Linked DNA regions of Sus scrofa: all the other regions are linked to region 3. A link is a contact called in public Hi-C and promoter capture Hi-C data. All regions are on one chromosome and are shown on one strand. The core of a region is the stretch at or near the end of the contact, and the rest is flanking DNA. Distances in the headings are between cores, read along the strand shown. Region 1 holds the start of ZNF655 (zinc finger protein 655). Region 2 holds the start of ATP5J2 (ATP synthase, H+ transporting, mitochondrial Fo complex subunit F2). Region 3 holds the start of ZKSCAN5 (zinc finger protein with KRAB and SCAN domains 5).

The links. Promoter capture Hi-C pulls out the DNA fragments that hold promoters and counts their contacts. A called contact is a pair of places that touch in the nucleus more often than the background predicts.
Region 1: a contact with region 3 is called in a Hi-C map of liver, with 4 times the contacts expected there. The contact joins the promoter of ZNF655 here to the promoter of ZKSCAN5 in region 3. A contact is called at or near these places in 1 of 5 promoter capture datasets (liver), 10 of 47 Hi-C or Micro-C datasets (alveolar macrophages, embryonic fibroblasts, fetal liver and 4 more) and 1 of 2 datasets of contacts at active chromatin or transcription factors (alveolar macrophages).
Region 2: a promoter capture Hi-C map of liver shows a contact between it and region 3, with 2.6 times the contacts expected there. The contact joins the promoter of ATP5J2 here to the promoter of ZKSCAN5 in region 3. A contact is called at or near these places in 2 of 5 promoter capture datasets (fetal liver and liver), 5 of 47 Hi-C or Micro-C datasets (heart right ventricle, liver and skeletal muscle) and 2 of 2 datasets of contacts at active chromatin or transcription factors (alveolar macrophages and skeletal muscle).

Annotation. Positions count from the first base shown.
Region 1 is chr3:6,502,692-6,507,089 of Sscrofa11.1, reverse strand. It overlaps ZNF655 (zinc finger protein 655), which reads right to left and starts at 2,382. Exons shown (of 3, transcript XM_021086134.1): 1 at 2,264-2,382; 2 at 1,118-1,280. The coding sequence starts at 1,253.
Region 2 is chr3:6,393,652-6,398,159 of Sscrofa11.1, reverse strand. It overlaps ATP5J2 (ATP synthase, H+ transporting, mitochondrial Fo complex subunit F2), which reads left to right and starts at 1,309. Exons shown (of 4, transcript NM_001097464.1): 1 at 1,309-1,330. The coding sequence starts at 1,318.
Region 3 is chr3:6,440,637-6,444,633 of Sscrofa11.1, reverse strand. It overlaps ZKSCAN5 (zinc finger protein with KRAB and SCAN domains 5), which reads right to left and starts at 2,319. Exons shown (of 5, transcript XM_013995381.2): 1 at 2,184-2,319; 2 at 1-296. The coding sequence starts at 193.

The DNA.
Region 1 (4,398 bases), core at 1,133-3,632, 62 kb before region 3:
TCTGTCAACGTCATGAAACCTTTCTTTCGCGAATGAGCACGGTCTCTGAGACCCGTGCATAAGGCTCCCAAGGAGAAGGAACGGCCCTCGGTTTCGGTTTCCTCATCGGCTCCTCCTCCGTCTCACAACGCGCTCTACACTGTGCCACGCGGCTGGCGCTCCCAACACCCAAGTTATTTTGGGCACTGAAGTTGGCCGCAAGCAATTGAAGACAAAGTTTGTACAAAATAAAACCAGTACAAGACAGTACCAGATGATATCTACATATATCAATATTATATCAATATGTATATCAAAATAATACACATAAATTTTATAGTGAATACATGATACATATACATTCTTTTTGTTTTGTTTTGTTTTGTTTTTAGGGCTGCACCCACAGCATATGGAGGTTCCCAGGCTAGGGGTCCAATCGGAGCTACAGCCGCCGGCCTACACCACAGCCACAGCCACATGGGATCCAAGCCACATCAGCCACCTACACCACAGCTCACCGCAACGCCAAAGCCTTAACCCACAGAGCGAGGCCAGGGATCGAACCTGCGACCTCATGGTTCCTAGTCGGATTCGTTTCCGAGGCACCACAACGGGAACTCCCAGTATGTGTACATTCTCATTAGGCACTGGGCTCAACCAAGGAATTACAACGGTTGCTTTCTCGACCAAAATTTGTCACAAACATTGCAATTGCGACAGAACAGCAGATGGCAAAGCACAAAAGGTCAAAGAGGGAAGAAACTAAGTTAAGAGAGCGGGGAGGGCCAGGCCCTACAGCTAAGAGGAACTGAAAGCAAGGCGAGGGCTGGGAGATGGGGCAAAAGCAGCGTATCTTGGAGATTATTCTAAATGTGCCAACTGGGATGAAGCAAAGATTGTGTGAAGGAGAACAGCCACAGCAGGGTGTGTGGGTACCATTCTGCCTGTTAAAAGAGGACAGGCTGACCTCAACAGAGGGACCCAGGTCGGGGACTTAATGGAGTCAGGTCATCCGCCCCTTCCCCACCTCCCCTCTAGGGGCCATCCTCTCAGGGGAGTCCCCTGCCTCTCTGACACCCGGCCCAGGAGCCCGTCCACACTCCCATTCTCCTGGATGCGAGTGCTCTCTCGGCCTTACCCCCAGTGAGCCCCTGCTCCATGTCGGTGTCCTGCACGAACTGAGGTGTTGGGGACAGACCCTCAGCGTAGGCCTCCAAAGGCTGAAACGGGACCCTTGGAGATCCTGCTGTTTCCTGGGCCGATAGTTCCTCCATCCCTGTGCTGGAGGACAAGGACCATCACTGCAGGGTGAGAGGAGGAGAAATTACTGTGACAAGTGAAAACAGCCCGTCATCCTACACCCTCAGGACTTAGCAAAGTACCTTACACACTGCAGATACCTAATAAAAAATCGTTAATAATGACTGACCTAACCCAAACAGCACAAAAAAAAAGGAGTATCTTGCATTTTTAAATATTTAAGGTCCCATTTTTAAATATTTAAGGGTCCGAGTCTGCAGGTTTACGTGAACTCCACTCATTCAGAATCTGTGGCTTTTTTTTTTTTTTTTTTTTTTTTTTTTAATCAAGAAGGCACAATTTCATAGTGGAAAGGTTTCTGCGGAAATTTAAAATGCTCGGCATTTACAAACTTCTCGCCAGGCTGAGACAGACACACTAGCTACGATTCGTCACTGGTTTTTCAAGCAGGCCCCTGAGCAATTACCTGGCAAGCACGTGTCCGCCCACTTTGAATTACGGAAGGGACTCGACCCCTAACAACCACATTCCACGGTGGGGCCGGGGGTGGGGGCGCGGGGGTCGGACCCTTCGGAAACCCAGGCCGGGAAGGCAGGCCCTTCCCACCATCCTGACAGTAACCGGGGAAGGGCTGCGACTCAAACAGGTTTGACAGGTTGTCCTTCACACGCAAGGACGCGACAGGGACAGGGTGCCGTCCCCCCTCCACCCCCTGGGAAAGGCCCTCAGAAGGCCTCGGCCGGCGCTGCCCTCCTCCCGCTTCCCGGGCAGCTCAAGACACGGGCCCCCAAGGGCGAAGCGGGCCGCAGACACCCCGCTCACAGCAGGGCACGGTCACCGGGTCCTGACGGCGGGGCCCTCGGCCCGCGAGGCGTCGGGGCGAAGCCCGACCGAAGCGTAACGGGCCCGGGCGGCCCGGCCCCGCGCTCTCCTGGGGACGGGAGCCTCCTCCTGCTCCTCCTCCCCGGGAGGCTCGGTAAGAGGCCGGCCCACCGCCGCCCCAGAACGGCTTCCGGGGACTCACCCGAGCGGAGGGGCGGGCCAGGCGGCCGTCCCGTCGCGGACACCCTGGCTCGCGGGGCCGGCCTTGCCTTTCGGGGGTCGCTCTAGCCCGCTCGGAGGCCGGCGCTTCTCGGTGGCACTTCCGGGGGCGGTGTCCGCTGCCGGGGGCAGGGCCCCGGATGAGGGCGCGGGAGGAGGGCCCCGGAAGAGCGGGCGGGAGGAGGGCCCCGGATGAGGGGCGCGGGCGCGGCTGCGGCTCGTCGGGGAGGCTTTGCCATGGTCTTCTGCCGGCCTCACCGCCCTCCTGACCCCGCTGCCCACTCTGTAGCCAGTAAACCAGTAATGACCGCGCCAGCCCCGGACGTGGGAAAGCGCCCCCCGCTGGCCCTTGCCCAGCTCCAGCCAACACCCGAGCCTCCCCGCGGAGTGGGGTCCCTTCCGCCTGGGTGCGTGTCGGGGACGAGCACGGGGGCGGACCCTAGGGTCCGATGTCCGTGAGTCAGCCGGTTGGGAGCTTACGCAGGGGCACCAAGCACGCCGCTTCAAGCGAGGGTTGGAGGTGTTTCGATGGCCGGAGAACCACAGAGAATCGTAGGATCGGAACATACTACAGTTCTTGGGGGAAGGTGGGAGCGTTGAGCAAATTGGGGTGAAAGAAAGACACCGATCGCAAGAGAGGTGCGTTCCTGCTGGAAAGACTGGGCTGTGCAGAAAGAAGCAGGGCTAGATAAAGCACGGAGCACGTGGACAGGCAGGGCCAAGGCTACACGAAGCCCCTAGGGCATTATGACTGCCTAGCTCCTTAGAGAATGTGATGTCCTGTGGTGCAACTAGACCTGCCAGGGACTGGAAAGTCGCCTGAGGAATCAAAACGGTGATTTGGAAGGAACAGTAGATACTGCTCCTTTGTTTAAGTTCACAAATCAGATATTTTCCTTTAATGATACTTGACATTTCCATTAAATATAATCACAACCAAGTGTGACATTCTATATGTTTTTTTTTAAACGCTATGAGCCTTGGAGTTCCCGTCATGGCTCAGTGGAAACGAATCCGACTAGGAACCATGAGGTTGTGGGTTGGATCCCTGGCCTGGCTCAGTGGGTTAAGAATCGGGCGTAGCAGGGAGCTGTGGTGTAGGTCGCAGAAGCAGCTTGGATCCCAGTTGCTGTGGCTCTGGCTTAGGCCAGTGGCTACAGCTCTGATTAGACCCCTAGCCTGGGAACCTGCATATGCCATGGGTGCACCCTAGAAAAAGATTAAAAAAAAAAAAAAACGAGCCTCTGGGATATTCTGATATGCCTTCCCTTTCTTTCCTCCTTGGTATCATTCATCTAAAGCAACTTCCTACCATGAAACAATCTCTCTAGTCTATAGCGTCTCTGCACAAAGGTATAGGCGTCACAGAAGATGCACTGCATTTTTTTGTTTGTTTTATTTTGTCTTGTGCCTACACCACAGCAACACGGGATCTGAGCCTCGTCTATGACCTACACCACAGCTCACAGCAACACCAGATCCATAACCCACTGAGCAAGGCCAGAGATCGAACCTGCGTCCTCACAGATTCTAGTTGTGTTTGCTAACCACTGAGCCACGACGGGAACTCCGATGCACTGCATTTAAAAAAAAAAAAAATGCACTGCTTAATCAATTGCCCTGTTGGACAGCTCCAGTTAGAAACTTTGGGGTGTTGAACAAAATTACACTCCTGATAATGTCTCTTGTCCCTGTCGAGATCCCTGGACAATAGGTGACAATTACTTCCAGTTTTTCATTAACAGCTTGTCACCAAACCAGAGTCTTGCTCCTGGCCGCAGTAAACTGAATGCTGAGACACTGAGGTTTGCAGCAGAGAGTTTATTCACAAGGCAGCCAAGGGACGAGGTGGGAGAATGCCTCTTAGATCCCCACCCGAAGGTGAGGGGCTTGAGATTTTTATGGGATAAAGAAGCAGGTTGGGCAGGTGCGGGGAAAGGTGATTGACGCAGGAAGAGGTGAAGTCACCCGTGTTCCACACAGGTGTATCTGAGTGACATGCTGCTTCATGGGAAGGGTTTCAAAAGTGGAGCACTTGGCATGATTTGGGGGAGTTTTGGCCTCTGATGTCAAAGGGTCAGTCATCACCTGCACGGACCTAGTTTTAGGATCAGTGGA
Region 2 (4,508 bases), core at 60-2,559, 45 kb after region 3:
GCTACAGCTCCGATTCAACCCCTAGCCTGGGAACCTCCATATGCCGCGGGAGCGGCCCAAGAAATAGCAACAACAACAACAACAAAAAAGACAAAAAAAAAAAATGAATTTGATAATTAAGTCCCCCAAGTCACTTTCGTGAGGAAGGCATCAGTTCACTGGTCCAATTCCTACTATCCACTCAGCTCTTAATCCTTTATTTTGACACACCTTGTTTCATTTGTTTCCTACAACAAGGATGCCAGGCAAGTGTTACATGCCTATTTTACAGAGAAGAAAACTGAGATTCAAGAGATCAAAGCATCTCACCCAAGTCAGAATTGCTTAACCAGGAGTAGTTATTGTGGCCTTTGCATCACTGTGCTGGAAAAGAAGTGGCAGAAAGGACTGGAGCTGTGGACACCTTCTGTCCTTAGCATTCCCAGAGCCTGGACATGGACAGGTACTCTTTACCCCAGAGCTTTTAACCCACTGCACCAATCAAACAGTGGGGATCAAACTTGAACTAGAACCTCCATAGCGACCCCAGCCACTGCCGAAGGATTTCCTCTCTCTCTCTCTCTCTTCTCCACCTCCCCCTTCCCCCTTTTTAGGGCTGCACATTGCGGCATGTGGAAGTTCTCAGGCTAGGGGTTCAATTGGAGCTGCAGCTGCCAGCTTATGCCCCAGCCACAGGAATGCCAGATCTGAGCCACATCTGCGACCTACACTACAGCTTGCAGTAGCCATGGATTCCCAACCCACCGAGCAAGGCCAGGGGTCAAACGCGAATCCTTGTGGATAGGATGAGGGTTCTTAACCAGCTGAGCCACAGTGGGAACTCCCTGCAGTGGGATTCTTAAACCACTAAACCACAGAGGGAACGCCTGCAGGTACTCTTGAATCAAACCCATTTAGAGCCTAACTCTGGACACCGGCTTTTCCTGGTGACTGGGGATCCCCTGAGAGTCAGAGTTTAAGTCCCATCAAACACAGCTGAGAGGAAGGGTCCTAAGGCGCCCTCGTCATGTTTCACAACAAATTTAAGGTGATAGAGAGTTAGGATGCTCTTTCCTCACTTTCCTCTCTGGGGGTCCTACCAGCCTCCTTCCTCCTAACTACCATCCCCACCTCCTCACCCCGCCGGTCCCTAAAAGCTGGACCCAGGTCTTTGCCCTCCAGGGACTTAGCCCTTTTTCCCAGGGCGGACTTGCAACCCCAGCTTCGTCCCAGTCGCGACCTGCCTCCCGTGAGCCTCTGCTCCGGGGCCCCAGGGCGCATGCTCCTTACCCAGCAGCCCTAGCGCGACACGGCCAAGCGGACAGCCAGGACTCCAAGATGGCGTCAGTTGGTGAGTCTCCGGTTCTGGCTCTGGTTAGGGCCCTCAGGTTGAAGGCAGGAGTCGGGGTCTAGGGTTCAGTGCTCAGAGCCGCACCGGGAGGGGAAGGACCGAGTGCCGGAGCGGCCTGCCTTTCCCTCAGAGCCTTCTCCGCGCCCTCACTGGAGGCGCACGAGAGCTTTGCCCAGGTCCTGCGCCGCCCGACCCTTCGCTGCTCGCCCCGCCGCGCCTCCGGCCTGCCCAGGGACCGCGCCACTCGGCTGCGGCAGGGAAAGTGACGGCAGCCCAGAGACGCGCTTTGGGGCTTGGGAATGCGCGGCTTAGAGCCACCCTCCCTCACCCCGCTGAGGAATAGCGGCGCTCATCTCCGCTTTGCACCTGAGCTCAACCCCTGGCGCTTTGTAGCTGAGCTCTCGGCGCAAAGCTGAAGTTCAGCTTCTAGGAGGAGCTGTTACCTAGGGCGGTGGGCACCTGGCACCACGTAAGGCTCAACGCGTGTATTTGTTGAGTAGGCTTAGCGAGGTGAGGTGACCTATTCAAGGTCACAACTAGTGAGTGAGTGGGCTGAGCTGGGATTCCAACCTAGGCTTCTGCGTCTCCGTGGTAAACTGAGCTTTAATCACAAGAATGACTTTATGGCCAGCAGGCTTTTCGGTGATCTGCGTGTGTAAATCTACACTCGTCAGACTGTCCACATTGATTTTTAAAAAAATATGGAAACCACCATGTTTTAGCCCCGGATCCTGATGGTAGCCTTGTCAGGAAGTCGTTGCCAGGAACGTTGATCCCATTTTAAGGATGGGGGAAATAACAGTCAGAAATGTGTGGCTTGCCTGCGGTCACACCGCATGATAGTGAGAGTTTTGTCTAATCCTGTATCTTATCCCAGGTTTCTATATCTTAATCAGCCTGGAGAAATGAAAAGGGGATCAAAAAGGAAGAGGGGAGTTCCCATCGTGGCTCAGCGGTAGCAAACCCGACTAGTATCCATGAGGACTCGGGTTCAGTCCCTGGCCTTGCTCTGGATTAATGATCCACGGTCACCTTGAGCTGTGGTGTAGGTTGCAGACAGTGGCTTGGATCTGTCGTTGCTGTGGCTGTGGTATGGACTGGCAGCTACAGCTCTGATTAGACCCCTAGTCTGGGAACTTACATATGCCACGGGTGTGGCCTTAAGAAGACAAAAAAAAAAGAAGATGCTACTTATTTCCCATTTGTAAAAATGGGCATGAGAACATTTATCCAGGGTAGCCGTGTTGTTTAAACAGGACATGTGAAAAGGAAGCCTCGAGGCCTGGCATCTGATTTAAGCAGAGGATCGCAGTGGAGAGCACTGTGAACCAAAGGTTAAACAGTGTGTGTGAGGTGCTTGCAGCACTGCTTGGTCCACAGTTGGGTGCTAGTCATCTAGCTGTCCCTCTGTGACTTTTGGGCATCACCCAGGTGAAGGAATTGGTGTCCAGATACTGATGGTGTTTATTTTATTTATTTTCCTTTTTTGGGCTGCACTTGTGGCATATGGAAGTTCCCTGGCTAGGGCTCAAATTAGAGGTATAGCTGCAGCAGGCCTTTGCCACAGCCTCAGCGGCAACAACAGATCGAGCCGAATCAGCATGTCAGTGCTGGATCCTTAGCCCACCAAGGGAGGCCAGGGATCAAACGTGCGTCCTCACGGAGGCTATGTCAGGTTCTTAACCTGCTGAGCCACAATGGGAACTCCTGGTGATCTTTTAGATGGAGTCTTTTGTCAGAATATAAAGCCAGTAGTTCATTAGCAAATAAATAACAGTAACAGAGGAGGTTGAGATCAGCAAAGTATTGCCAATGGGCTGGATTTACTGTGCCCTGTTTTTGTATGGCCTGTGAACTAAAGAATTTTATTTTATTTTTTTGTTTTTCTAGGGCTGAATCTATGGCATATGGAGGTTCCCAGGCTAGGATCGAATTGGAGCTCTAGCCGCTGGCCTTTGCCACAGCCACAGCAACACCATATCAGGGCCTTGAGCTCATCTGGGACCTACACCACAGCTCACAGCAATGCCAGATCATTAACCCACCTGAGCAAGGCAAGGGATTGGATTTGCACCCTCATGGATAGTAGTTAGATTTGTTTCCGCTGAGGCACGACGGGAACTCCTCTTATATTTTTTAAAAAATTTGTTTAAGGAGTTCCCATTGTGGTTTAGTAGGTGAAGGACTCGACCTTGTTTCTGGAGAATGCAGTTCTGATCCCTGGCCTTGCTCATTGGGTTAAGGATCTGGCGTTGTGCTCACTGTGGCATAGGTTGTAGTTGCAGCTTGGATTTGATATTGCTGTAGCTGTGGTGTAGGCTGGCAGCTGCAGCTCCCATTCAACCCCTGGCCCAGAAACTTATATATGCTGCAGGTACGGCCCTAAAAAGAAAAAAGAAATTTGTTTAAGGAGTTCTCTTGTGGTGCAGCAGGTTGAGAATCTGGCATTGTCACTGCAGCAGTCCTGGTTGCTGCTGTGGCATGGGTTCAGTCCCTTATCTGGGAAGTTCTGCATGCTGTGGGTACAGCCAAAAAAAATTGTTTAAAAAGAAAAAAAAAGACTATGTTACAGAGACTTTGTGTGGCCTGCAAAACCTAAAACTCTTTATTCTCTGGCCAGCCCCAGGGTTGGATTTAGCACCCAGAAGACACTTGGCATTTCCATGCCTCTCCATATAGGTGCAGAGTTTGCTTCTTGAAGTCATAAAAATCAAGCCAAGTAGTCACCTGTCTTCCCAAGAACCTGTGGTCCTTTCTCAGCCTTCGTTGAAATTCTGTCATGACCAGGAACTGTATATGGCTAACTCTTGCCTTCACATAGTGAGCTCACGTAGTACCCAGAGATAAGTACCCTGGTGGGTACTATTCTTACCTTATTTTACAAGGGAGGAAACTGAGGCACAGAGAGGGCAGTTATTGCCCAAGGGCACACAACCTCACAGTGGCACTAAGCCCAGAATACTTGCTGCTAGAGTCCGTTCTGTTCGCCGTGCTCTGCTGGTATGAACCAGCCACTGCACAGGAGTGTTGGGGAGGTTTCCAGTGCAGCTGCCAAGGACCAAGGGTTTTTTTTTTTTTTTTTTTTGTCTTTTCTAAGGCCGCACCTACAGCATGTGGAGGTTCCCAGGCTAGGGGTCTAATTGGAGCTGTAGCTGCTGGCCTACACCTCAGCCACACC
Region 3 (3,997 bases), core at 1,070-3,569:
GGGGGCCTGAGGCCTCGTGGTACTGGAAGTGCTTGAAGCGCTGGTAAAAAGTCTCAAACGCTGGTGGGTTGTACTCCTGCATCCAGGTGCAGTCTTCTTCCTCCACCTTCACTATGAGAAGGTCCTCCTGCTCCTGTGACGTCTCAGCTGGAAGGTCTAAGTCTATAACTTCCCCAGATTCTGTCATTATCATTCCAACTCAGAGGCAGAGCTCTCCAGGTAAGCCGGGGGGCACGGATCAACTTTGTTCTCTGCTCCTTGAGATCTTCTGAAGGACACGTTCATTAGCTTGCAACCTACTGGTACATTGGGAACCATTATTAGCAAAGAGAGGACACAAATGACCACTCAGCAACTCAACAACTAATGATATACGGAAACGACACTTAAAAATGTGGACTACAGGAGTTCCGTCATGGCTCAGCAGTTAACGAACCTGACTAGCATCCGTGAGGATGCGCTCGCTCAACGGGTTAAGGATCTGGCATTGCCATGAGCTGTGGTGTAGGTGGCAGAGGAGGCTTGGAGCCCACATTGCTGTGGTTGTGGTGTAGGCCGACAGCTGCAGCTCTGATTTGACCCATAGCCTGGGAACCTGCATATGCTGAGGGTGTGACCCTAAAAAGACAAAAAAAAAAAAAAAATGTGGGCTATAGGGAGTTCCCCTTGTGATTCAACAGGAACAAACCCAACTAGTATCCATAAGGATGCAGGTTCAATCCCTGGCCTTGGCCGGGGGTTAAGGATCTGGTGTTGCCCTGAGCTGACGTGTAGGTCCAAGATGCTCAGATTCTGCGTGGTTGTGGTGTAGGCCGACAGCTGCAGCCCCGATTGGACCCATAGCCTGGGAACCTCCATATGCTGAGGGTGTGGACCTAAAAAAAAAAAAAAAAAGTGTACTACAAAACAGCCATCCCTCCACCCACAAAATAATGACCAACACTGAAAAAGTGTAAAGGAGGTAGTTCTCTTCTGGCTCAGAGGATTAAGGACCTGGTGTCACTACAGAGGCTGGGGCAGCTGTGGTGGCTGGAGTTCTATCCCCGGCTCATTAATTTCCACATGGCCCAGGTGCGGACAAAATAAATTAAGAAAAAGGGTAAAGGACAGCAATAAAAATTTGACATCGAGCCTAATCAAATACAATTTTAGTGCTTAAGAGCATTAAATCTCATATAAAAAAAACAGGACAAAACTTACTAACTAGTCCAGACGCAGCCGCTCCTTCTCTACCACAAGCCAACTTAAGTCAGAACAGAGGTCAAAAACAGTACAACGGTCAAAACTGGCCCTGTCCTTCTCAAGCCACAAGAGCTTGACAGGCCAACGGGAGACTTCATGGGTCCCGAAGAGAACCAGGGTTTTAAGTACCGATTTTGCACCTGGATTCCTCACAATCGCCCCTGACCCCGAGCCACGGAAACCGGCCCGGTCAAGGTTAGGGACAGGACCATGGTCTGGACACAGAGGCCTGTCCTCAAGGCCCCAGTCCCGGGGAGCTCTGCTGGAAGACCAGGCTCCTGCGGCCAAGGCTGGGAAGACGGGTTTCTTCTCACAAACGAAGAGAAAGCCGAACCCGACACTTCCCAACACTTCCTCGCCGGAAGTAAGCAAGTCCAAGCTGTCCCTGACCAACGGTGTAGAGCCATAAACCCCACCCCCGAGAGTACTTCCGAGTCCTCTCTAGGAATCCCGGAGGCCCTCTCCTCGCAGCGGGCGGGAAGTGCTCGCCCCAGGCTCCGCCCTAACCCCGCCCCCGAGGGGCTGTGGCCAATCAGCGGGGAGATAGGGCGCCGGCCCAGGATGCCCGTCCAACCTCCAGAAACACAGCCGTTCCCCGCCCACCGATCCGCAGGTCCAGCGTTGCTAGGGCCGGAGAGAAAACCGACCCGCCTTCGTCCTCACTCAACCCCAAACCATTTAAACGGCCCGAGCCCGCCCCTTTATTGGATTGGGGGCAGAGGACGGGGCCTTAGATGTCCCGAGGGCTTGCTAAGGCAACAGTTGCCACTGTCTGGTTGGCCGTGGGACTTGCGCTCCTTCAGCCCCACGCTCTGAGCCCCAGTTCCAAGTAGGTCTGTAGCTCTCGGCGAGCCCGCACCCTTACTTCTCTTTAATGGACCGTTTGGTTTCTTCATCTGAAACCTCGCCACTCCCCGCACCCTGCCTCCAGACACACCCACCTCTTTACCACAGCCGTCAGCTCAGGTGCTGAAACCTCCGACGTCAGACCCGCGAGCCCCTGGAGCCAGCGGCCCCAGGGACTACACTCCCAGAAAGCGCCGCGCGGGCCACGTCCTTCAGCCAATAGGGCCACGGCTCTCTTCGCAGCCTCGGTCTCGCGAGCCTATCAAAATGTGAGATTGGGAGGCGTTTCTTCCGCGCCTGCATTGGAAGGCTGAGTGCGTCGGCATAGGGTCTACTACGGGCTGCGGAGGGTGGGGGCGGAAGTACCGCATCCTTTCAAAGAAGAGCCGTCTATTCAGGGCTTCTCTGGGATCCAAGGGGGTCCCATCTTTAATAAGCCCTCGTTTTGTTATCCGTTTACAAAGCTGTTCGACAGGCAGAACGAGAGTCACCGTATTACGAGTCTCGAAGATGAATGAGGCCAACCGACACTGAATCAGAAGGCATACATCCTTGGATACTCCAGGACAGTTTTGTTTGTTTTAATGTCTATTGTGAATTTTCACTCAAATCAGGAATGGGGTTTTGAGAACGCCTTGCTAGCGCCATGGTCCAGCTTATGGGAATGAAGAACTGCAGAAAGTCACCTATCTCCGCTGGAGACGCTTAAATTGACACTGCGGTATGTTTGGTCAATGTAGTATTTGTATGCTTTCACTTTTGACATTTAAAATTGTTAAAAGTTCAGACAAAACAAACACCAGAAGTAAAAGCAATACATCAATGAAGTAATAATTAGTAAAAGTTTATTGTGCACACGTCAAAAAGCTTACAAACCGGTAGCATTCAAACATGGAAAGAAACTTTATGTTATAAAGCATCTTCTATCGTGTGGAGACGGTGACTGTTTATTCTTCACAGTGATTGGTTACAGTATTAAGAATTTTTTTTAGAGGGAATTGGTTAGTAGTTACTTCATATCGAGTTGGGGGAACAATGTAAGTCTTGCTGAGGATTTTCAGAGGCATAAGCAAGAAATACCCAGGTCAGTTAGCCTGGCTTGTCTTGCAAAATGAGCTAAATGAAACTTTGCTCTTATGACTAAACTGGTTTTGTCTGCTCAAGAAATTTTCAAGTCTGGTCTACCTTTGTTTTTTATTTTAACAGAACATTGCATAGTGTCACTTTTAAAAAGTGGATCTTTGATCCATTAATAAGTATCTTGGTGTACGAGAGGAAGTATAAATCTAACTTTCTCTTTTCCTGAATCATTAGTCGGTTGTCTCAACATTTACAAGAAATTCTATCTTTATTCCTCATTGATTTGTGATGCTGCCTTTATCACAAGTTAATTTTGCATGTGTTTTGAGATTTGTTTCTAAATTTTCTATACTGTTCCATTCGTCTGTTTGTCTACACGTGGGATAATATCATGTTGTGTTCATTTACTGAGGTTAATCATTGGTTTTAATATCTCTAAGAGTGAGTGCCCCCCAATTTTGTTTCCTTTTCAGAGTATCCTAGTTCCTTTGATATTCTCCAATTAAGATTCAGTTTTTCTGGTTCGGGAAGAATTCTGTATTAAAATCATTCGTGATTTATACTGACTTAGAGAGAACTGACATCTGTACAAAGGTGATTTTCCTATCCGGGAAAATGGTATGTCTTTCCCTTGTGGAAAAAGCCCTACTTTTGGATCCTTAAAGTTTTCTTCATATAGGAATTGATAAAAGAAGATGCGATGTGTGTAAATATGAATGAATGATAATGGAATATTACTCAGCTATAAAAAGAATGATATCTTGCCATTTGTGACAACATGGATGGATCTAGAGGGCATTATGCTAAGTGAAATGTCAGACAGAGGAAG